Linked DNA regions of Sus scrofa: all the other regions are linked to region 2. The links are chromatin contacts, called in public Hi-C maps. All regions are on one chromosome and are shown on one strand. The core of a region is the stretch at or near the end of the contact, and the rest is flanking DNA. Distances in the headings are between cores, read along the strand shown. Region 1 overlaps GALNT1 (polypeptide N-acetylgalactosaminyltransferase 1). Region 2 holds the start of INO80C (INO80 complex subunit C). Region 3 has its middle 53 kb from the start of ZNF24.

Evidence for each region. A called contact is a pair of places that touch in the nucleus more often than the background predicts.
Region 1: a Hi-C map of alveolar macrophages shows a contact between it and region 2, with 1.8 times the contacts expected there. The contact joins the enhancer-like site here to the promoter of INO80C in region 2. A contact is called at or near these places in 1 of 5 promoter capture datasets (liver), 8 of 47 Hi-C or Micro-C datasets (alveolar macrophages, blood, embryonic fibroblasts and 2 more) and 2 of 2 datasets of contacts at active chromatin or transcription factors (alveolar macrophages and skeletal muscle).
Region 3: a contact with region 2 is called in a Hi-C map of retroperitoneal adipose tissue, with 2.1 times the contacts expected there. The contact joins the enhancer-like site here to the promoter of INO80C in region 2. A contact is called at or near these places in 10 of 47 Hi-C or Micro-C datasets (alveolar macrophages, embryonic fibroblasts, fetal liver and 6 more) and 2 of 2 datasets of contacts at active chromatin or transcription factors (alveolar macrophages and skeletal muscle).

The regions. Positions count from the first base shown.
Region 1 is chr6:119,351,765-119,354,658 of Sscrofa11.1, forward strand. All of the region lies in intron 2 of GALNT1 (polypeptide N-acetylgalactosaminyltransferase 1), which reads left to right. Among named protein-coding and RNA genes, the nearest start is that of GALNT1, 57 kb to the left of the region's middle. Within about 2 kb of position 1,512, at least 1 of the 83 cell types and tissues checked has an H3K27ac peak or open chromatin away from gene starts, as enhancers often do. A contact at or near this core is called in alveolar macrophages, where this site is marked.
Region 2 is chr6:119,284,237-119,287,387 of Sscrofa11.1, forward strand. INO80C (INO80 complex subunit C) reads right to left here and starts at 1,616. Exons shown (of 5, transcript XM_003356408.4): 1 at 1,231-1,616. The coding sequence starts at 1,386.
Region 3 is chr6:119,218,334-119,221,382 of Sscrofa11.1, forward strand. No RefSeq gene overlaps it. Among named protein-coding and RNA genes, the nearest start is that of ZNF24, 53 kb to the left of the region's middle. Within about 2 kb of position 1,493, at least 1 of the 83 cell types and tissues checked has an H3K27ac peak or open chromatin away from gene starts, as enhancers often do. A contact at or near this core is called in retroperitoneal adipose tissue, where this site is marked.

The DNA.
Region 1 (2,894 bases), core at 262-2,761, 67 kb after region 2:
GTGGGTTTGATCCCTGGCCTTTCTCAGTGGGTTAAGGATCCAGTATTGCCATGAGCTGTGGTATAGGCCAGCAGCTACAGCTCTGATTTGACCCCTAGCCTGGGAACTTCCATGTGCCTTGGGTGTAGTTCTAAAAAGACAAAAAACATAAAAGAAAAACAAAACGAACAAACACACTCTTAGGTGGAAAAGACCTGCAGTCTCTTCCACCCTGTGCTACATAACAAAGGTTTTCTTTGTTTTTTTTTTTGTTTTTTTTCATTGAGTCTTCCTAAATGGCATATAATAACACCATGAATTCACATGCATTTACAGTTAAAACTTGGGTCATCCTACTCCATAGTACCTCCTTTGAACTGAGAACTCATCATCTCTTTCATTTCTTTTCATGTTCATGCCATTTGATTTCCTTTTAAGTGATGACTGCCCACCCACATCTACTGCCAGCTAAGACTTGCTTCCTGTGCCCTTGGTGATTTTTGTACCTAACTTAAGTTTTCCTTCCATCCTGACTCTTGCTTTCCTTAACCTTTAAAAAAAAAAAAAAATTATTGACGACTTGTCTGACTCTGTTATTTTCAGTTTCTTAGGTTCATTTCTGTCATTGCCTTCTTTACGTCTATTGGCCATGTCCCCAAATAGTATATTCTGAGCCTTATCAGCGCAAAGGTTGTTCCACCTGCAGAATCTCAGGCTTGGTCTTCTCACTGGCTGTCTGTCTCAAATTTTCCACTCCTCTGTGCTTATTGACCTCAGACTCCACTGAGTCTCTGTTCTAGCTGTTCCCAGGATTTCCCTGATTTTTTCCCTTATGATAAATATTATAACCCATGTAAATGTCCAGCATGTATAGTGGAATTCCTAATAAACCAGCAATAAATCTTACCTTGCCCCTCTGATTCATAAAAGCCTATCAGAATGCAAGAAACTGGGAATGATTTTTTTTAAAAAAATGGGAATAATCTGCAGTCTGCTCTAATTTATGTTTTAAAATTTTATCCTCAACTTCTAATTCCAGACCAAGATGGTATAGTGTGGATACAGTATATTTCTCACTGAGAATAGCTAAAAGCCCTGGACATTGTATATGAAACAAACATGAGAAAACTCAGAAAAGTGGAGAGAAGGAGGCAATTGACTAAGGACGTTGGGACTTATGGAATGACAGGGCGATGATTTCTCTAAGTTTTTATTTGCTTCATATATCTTGGGCTAGAGAAGATGGCAGCCCAGACACATGACAGAAACAAATTAAAAAAAAAAAAAATCCAAGAAATGCCTGCTGTCACTAGCCAAAGAGCAAGGAAAGGGGCAACCTAGAAATTTTTAGACCAGTAGCTACCCTATTCTAGCCAAACTCTGCAGGAAAAAATGTCCCCTTACCCCACCCCAGTCAGTAAAGGCTGAATAGAGACTCTCATCTTCAGCATATTGTTAGAAGTCACCCCTCCTAATCCTGCTAACCCCTGGAGTGATGTCAGGGAAGACCACGTGGGGGCTAAAGACGGTCATCCTGGCCCAGCCAACAGCAAAAATGAAGCAAAACAAAATTACCCAACTACATGCAAGAGCATTATGTCGAGTTAAAAACATGACATGACAAAACAAAACAGGAATTCCTGCTGTGGCGCAAGGAGATTGCTGGCATCTCTGGAGCACTGGGACATAGGTTCCATCCCTGGTCCAGCACAATGGATTAAGGAATCTGGCATTGCTGCAGCTGTGGTGTAGGTCAAAACTGTGGCTCCAGGTGGCCCACAGAACAAAGCAAAAATTAAAAAGACAAAAACATGAAAACAAACAAAAATCCCAGCCAGTTTCAAAAGGTTACATACTATGATTCCATGATACAACATCCGACATCCTTTTTTTTTTTTTTTTGGTCTTTTTAGGGCCTCACCCATGGCATATGGAGGTTCCCACGCTAGGGGTAGAATCGGAGCTGCAGCTGCCGGCCATAGCCACAGCCACATCAACCTCAAATCCGAGCCTCATTTGTGACCTACACCACAGCTCATGGCAACACCAGATCTTTAACTCACTGAGAGAGGCCAGGGATCAAACCCGTGTCCTCATGGATGCTAGTTGGGTTTGTTACTTCTGAGCTATGACAGGAACTCTATAACATCCTTAAATGACAAAATTATAGAGATGGGAAACAAACAGTGGTTGCCGGGGTTAGAAATAGTGGGAGTGGGAGGCGGTGTAGAGCATGAGGGAGATATTTGTGGTGATGGAGTAGTTCTGTATTTTGGGGCTGGTGGTTGTTACAGGAATCTGTACATGTGATGAAATGGCACAGAACAATACACACTCACTTACCAATGACAATTTCCTGATTTTGACATTGTACTATGGTTATGAGTTCATAGCTTCTTTTGGTAAGTTACAGTAATAAGATGTAATCATTGAAGGGAAACAGGTGAAGGGTTGAAGGAGTTCTCTGTACAGTTTTTACAACTTCCTATGATTCTCTGATGACTTCAAAGTAAAACATTAAAAAAAAGATTTTGATACTTGTGATAATCAATGTTATCATCCAAATTTTTGCGTTCTGCTTTCTGGGGACAATGCTGGAATTATTGCATTTCCTTGCTTCTTTGAAAGTTAGATATGGCAGGTGGTTTGATTTGGCCATTGAAATGCATGCATGAAAGTGATAATTGGTGAGGAAGTGTTTTACCATGTGCTGTCCTACTGTCTCTGCCAAGGAGGAAGGAACCATGTGCTGCTCCAGATTCTTCTTCAGCCTGGGCTAAAGCCCCGCTCCCACCAAGGACATAGAATGTGGGCCAGAAAAGAACTGTGCAGTTTTAATCTACCAGGTTTTGGGGCTTTGGGGTACACTTTCCAGTACAGCTCTACAACTATTAGTCATCATTACCTGCCCACCA
Region 2 (3,151 bases), core at 366-2,865:
CCATCAGAATGGCAAAAAGACAGATGATGCCAAGTATTGTTGAGGACATAGAGCAACTGGAATTCTTATACTTTACTGCTGAGAATGCACAACAGTGCAACTACTTTGGAAACCACTGTTTAACAATTTCGGAGTTGTGAGTGTGTCCACCTTATGATCCAGCAATTCCACGACTATCCATTTACCCAAGAGAAATGAAAGCATTTATCTACACAGATGTGTATAGGAATGTTCAGGGCAGCTTATGCATAAGGGCAAAAACTATCAAGAACTCCAATGTCCATCAGTTGTGGTATATTCACACAATATACTAGATGCTCCAAAACAGGTAATAACATGAATGAAATAACTCTCAAAAACCTTGTTTTATAGAGAAAGCCCAAACAGACACAAAAAGAATCTGCTATGATTCTATACATATTCTGTTTAAAAAGGCAAAGTCAATCTGGTGAGAGGTGTCAGAGTGGTGGTTACCTCTGACAGGGAGAAAAGAGTATGGACTGGAAAGGGTCACCAGGGAATTTTCAAAGGCCCTTGGAAATGCTCTTTATCTTGATCTAGATGGTAGACATAGGTAGACACCTTTGTAAAAAGAACCCGCGCCGCCACCTCAACTGGTGAAGTCTGTGTCAGAAGCTGTGCTCAGAGCTTTATCACCATGATCTTATTGAATCCTCGTAACAACCCCATGAGGTTAAGACCAAACCCACTTTTGGACAGGGAGACTGAGGGTCACAAAAGCACTTTGAGGATGAGGGGAATCACCCGTGCCAGAACTTCTTTGTATTCCTTCACGCGGTTCATTACGGCGCTCTGCACCTCACAGGCATTCGGTAAATGGCTGTAGAATGGACAAAGTTGATACACGGGAACTTCTGCTTGATTAAAACTCACATTAAATAAGAAAAGTCCTAAGCCTCGCTTTAAACGCGACCTCGACGGAAAGGGACGGCCTATTAGGGCAACAACAACTTCCCCACCCCCCGCTCTCCTCAAGAACAATGCAACGCTGGTGGTTCTTTAACCTACTCCCACAGAGTCAAACTAAGGGAAAAATAAAGTGTTTCATTTACACCAGAGACAAGGTTCTACCGAAGAGGTACGGCGGCACTCCCCTGCGCATGCGCTGCGCCCTGCCACGCCGTGCCCCGCCCCGCCGAACTCCCAGGCGCCTTCATCCCGCCCCAGCCCAGCCCCGCGCACGCGCAAGCTAAGCGAGTGTCAGGGTACCTGCGCAAAGCCAGAGGCGGACACTTTCTTCTTCTTACTGGCGCTATAGCCTCCGGCGCTGCTGCCGTTGTGGGAAGGACTGGCCGGCCTCTTCTTGCTGTTCCGGGGTATCCCGGGAGTGGAAGTGGTGGCCACAATTGGGATTTGAGCCGCCATTCCTACCCCAAGCCTTCCTCTCCGCCCCCCCCCCCCAACTTCTGTCCCTGTGCGGACCGTGAAACTTCCGGCCCTCGGTTACTTCCGTCTTACGCTTTTGAAAACCCGGCCTGGACTCTGAAAGCTTGCGTCGACTTCTCTCGGCCAAATCTAAAAGGCGGAGCTCGGAGCAGTCAGTTCTTTCCGGGCGGGAGGGCGTCCACGCGTCAGCCAGCCTCGTGTTGCTCCGCCCGCGCTCCGAACCCGGGCACGTGCTTGGAAGCCCCCAGGGATTGAGGAGTAGAAAGTACCACCATCTGTTTTAAAAAATTGGATTTTTTTAAAGTTAATCTCTTCTCACATTAAGTCAGAAGATTGATCACTTTTGATATCTGTAAGTGTAAAGGTAAGATTCTGTGTGGAGTAGACCGACCATCACGCTGCTAGCTTTTCCCTTGGTCGTGGCCTTCTCGCCCAGAAGCCTGTGTTTCAATGGTGCCCAGATGGACTTGAAGGGTAGAGTGATTCTTAACTTTTTAGAGGCCACTGACCCCTTTGACTAGCTCAGCCCCCCCCCCCCACAATATACGGGCATAGACATAATCTTACATTACAGATTTCAGCAGGTCACAGATCTGCTAAAACCTATTTATGAACCTCAATGAAACACCCCTCTCCCTTGTTATTCTGCCACCCGAGGCACCTTCCTTTAATCTGCCCTCCTCTATGCCCACCTGTGCTTGCTTCTCTGAGGGCACCTTGCTGTGATCCCTCAGTAAATGTTTGTTGCGTTTACACACCAATCCCCTACTCGTAAGGGGTCAGTCAAGTGGGTGCACCACATCTGGTTTCCCATTGCTAAATTCAGTCCTGCTTTTGTCTGATCCCTTTCATTCTGAACCACCCTCCCACCTCCCATCCCCCGGATCTAGAACACCATCATTTTTTTTATTTTCCTCTTTCCTAACCACTGGTCCTCTCTTTGACAATTTTCTTCTACCAAATGGTTTCTAATCATACTATAATTTTTTGTTTGTTTGTTTTTTGGGTTTTTTTTTTTTTTTTTTCAAAATATGGGTCATGTAGACACACCCCCTCACAGCAGATAAACATTTTGTAAAGTTTCCCAGGTGATTCTAACGGTCAGCCAGGTTTGGAACCAGCTCTTCCTGCACAGTCCTTATATGGAGAGTTTCTTGTTGCTTCCTGCCCTCCTCAGTTTATACTCTCCCCAGACATTCAACCACCTCAAGGGGCCTCAGGTATCACCTAAATACAGTTCGCTTTCAGATTTCCATCTCTTATCTGGGTCTTTCTCCAGAGATGTATACTCAGATACAAAATTCCTTGCCTAGATATAAATTCAGATGCTTACAGGCATCCCACATCCAGCATGGCAAAAGCAGAATTCATCATCCTCTCTGCTTCTCTAAAACACACTCCTCCTTCAGTGCTTCCTAGCTCAGAAAATGCCAGCAGTATCCACCACTTGTTCAAACCAAGAACCTGGGAGCCATCCTTGATTCTTCCCCTTTGCCTATTGCACTGTAACCCCAGGCCAGCCACCATCATCTCTTCTTTTGGACCCCTTTGTTGCCTTTTTATCTCCCTGCTTCCACCATTGATCCCTCTAAACCAGTTATCACATGCAATTTCACGTGACCTCTTCCACGGTACAGTTGTGCATATTTAGATTATGCCGTTTACTTGAAACCCTTCAGTGGCTTCCCATGGTCCCTAGAATGAAGTTTAATGTCCATAATGTGGATTTAAAGGTCTTCAGAGA
Region 3 (3,049 bases), core at 243-2,742, 66 kb before region 2:
AACAATGAGCAGAAACTGGAGACCCACAGGAGATCTAGAAAATGAAGTTATAAAATTCAGACTTAAAAATAAAAAAATTATGCTTGTTGTGTTCATTGAGAGATGAAACTGAGTATTTTGACAGAAATATAAACTGTAAATATAAAACAAAACAAAGAGAGGAGCTCCCTGTAGCCTAGTGGATTAAGGATCCTGTGTTGTCGCTACTGTGAGGTGGGTTTGATCCCTGGCGTAGGCATTTCCACACACTGCAGATACAGCAAGACAAACAGCACTCTGTTGTCTACTCTTCCAGGTTCATCTCTATGTGCAGGTCTCTCACCTTGGTCCTGATTTGTTCCCAGGAAATAATCACAAGTTAAACCATTAGAGATCATATCCTTGTACATGTACTTTTATAAAGCAGGGTTCCATTTTGGGAAATCCACTTTATTCCGTAAAAGTACCAAAGCTGTTTAGAAAAAAAAAAAAAAAAAAGAAAACAAATGTAAATGTTACAAACACTAAGTATATCAATGAAAGATGTATGTGGAAAAGACACGGTAAGTGTTCATATTTTTACATCTGAGGCATTGTGGAACTTAATTGATAATCTCTGTTCAGCTCATTCAGTAAACGTTTTTTTTTTTTTGGTCTTTTTGCTATTTCTTTGGGCCACTCCTGCGGCATATGGAGGTTTCCAGGCTAGGGGTCGAATCGGAGCTGTAGCCACTGGCCTACGCCAGAGCTACAGCAACGCTGGATCCGAGCCGTGTCTGCAACCTACACCACAGCTCATGGCAACGCCGGATCGTTAACCCACTGAGCAAGGGCAGGGACCGAACCTGCAACCTCATGGTTCCTAGTCGGATTTGTTAACCACTGCGCCACAACAGGAACTCCTCATTCAGTAAACATTTAGTGGGCATCTTCAAAAAAGAAAACAACAGAGAGAAGTTTCTAGAACTATAGATACAATAATCAAATTAGTAACACAGTGGGATGAATTTTTTATGCATTTGAAGACATTATCCAGAATATAGTATTGATAAGGGAGGGTAGGAGACAAAGCAGTTACAGAAAGGAGTCTCATAAGGGGGGTGGGGAGGATGAATGGCACAGGAGCAGTATTTGAAGCATTAATAGTTGAGAATTTTCAAAAATTGATGAAAGATATTAAGCTGTACATTTCAGCTGACTTCTAAATAGAAACGATGGAATCTGGAAAACAGTGGAACACTGTCTTCACAATACCGAAAGGAAATAACTATCTGACAAGAGATGGTGTAGAAAACAAATGCTCTAGCAATTTGTAAGTGAAACATTAACTTAGGACAAGAGAAAAGATGACAGGATTACAAGAGATGAGTAAGGACTGAGCAGGCCACTAAAGAGTCGTTAGTAAGGGATGTTTCCTGGGCAGGTGGTCAGGAAATCTTAAGGTCTACTGGTGGAACAATGAGTCAGCTGGTTTGGGTGGAGTTGAGAAACCATTACTAGGGGTGGGATAGAAATTGAGACTGAAAATGGTCAGTAGGAGCAAGATGGTGAATGATCTCATCCTACAGGTGATGGGAAATACTGAAGGTGTTTTTGTGGCATCTTTGCCTTGTTTCTTGATAGGATACTGCTGCTAACAGTCTTTCTCACATTTTCCTGGTATGGCTATAAATCATGCTGTCTCTTGCTACTTTACTATGAATGAAATGAAATTTAGATAAGTGCCAGCTTCAGCCTGAACTATACTTTTACTCTCTTGAGAGGAAGTGTTATTAAATTACCATTTAAAAATAATCCAATTGCAATGAATCTTATTTCCTCTTTGATTTGTTCCTCTGGAGCCAGAGTGAGACAGTAAAGCAGAGAGGGAAGAGAAAATAAAGAAGTTCTCTTTCAAAGTTGTTTCCACATAACTGACTTTTTAATTATTTTCTTATTTTCTTATCACCATGCTCCCTTTCCATTCTGTTTTCAGAAGGGCAGAGAGTGCCTTATTAACTCACACTGTCTTCATTAGTCCACATGAGCTCTGTTTTGCTTCAGAATTGTGTACTCCTCACCTCTGAGTGTCGCCCGTGTTTGCCCTCCAACCCAGAACCCAACTCTGATGTGTTTGATATACATACTTGCACAATTCATTCATCTTTAAAAACTATAGTGTTATTTTATGTATATTTTAATTACATCAGTGACACTATCCATTCATCCATTGATGGACACCTAAATTGTTTCTGTACCTTGGCTATTGTGAATAATGCTGCAATGAACATGGGAGAGCAGGTATCTCTGCAAGATCTTTATTTCACTTTCTTAGCATATAGGCCCCAAAGTGGAACTACTGGATCATAGGTTAGTTCTACTGTTAATTTTTTGAGGAAACGCCATGCTGTTTTTCATAGTGGCTGTGCTAATTTGCATTTTCAGTAGCAGTGCACCAGATTCCCTTTTCTTTACACCTTTAAATAAATTTTATTGAAGTATAGTTGATTTGCAATGTTTTGTTAACTTCTGCTGTAGAGCAAAGTGATTCAATTATATCTATACACATATTCATTCCCATAAAGGTTATAGCAGAATACTGAAGAGATTCCCCTATACTGTAGAGCAGGCCCCTGTTGACCAGTCATCATATGCAATAGTGTGCATATGCCAACCTCAAGCTCCCAATTCCTCCCTCCCTTTTAACTCTCTCCTTTTACTGTGAGTTTGTTTTTGAAGTCTGTGAGTCTGTGAGTCTGTTTCTGCTTTTTTTTTTTTTTTTTTTTTTTTTTGCTTTTTAGGGCTGCATCCATGGCACATGGAAATTCCCAGGCAAAGGATCAAATTGGAGCTACAGCTGCCAGCCTACACCACAGCAACACCAGATTGAGCTGCGTCTGCAACCTACACTACAGCTCATGGCAGTGCTAGATCCTTAACCCACTGAGTGAGGCCGGGGATCAAACCCGCATCCTCATGAATACTAGTCGGGTTTGTTAACCGCTGAGCCATGAAGGGAACTCCTGTTTCTGTTTTGTAAAGAAATTCATTTGTATCATTTTTAAAGATTGTATATATAAGTGATATCATA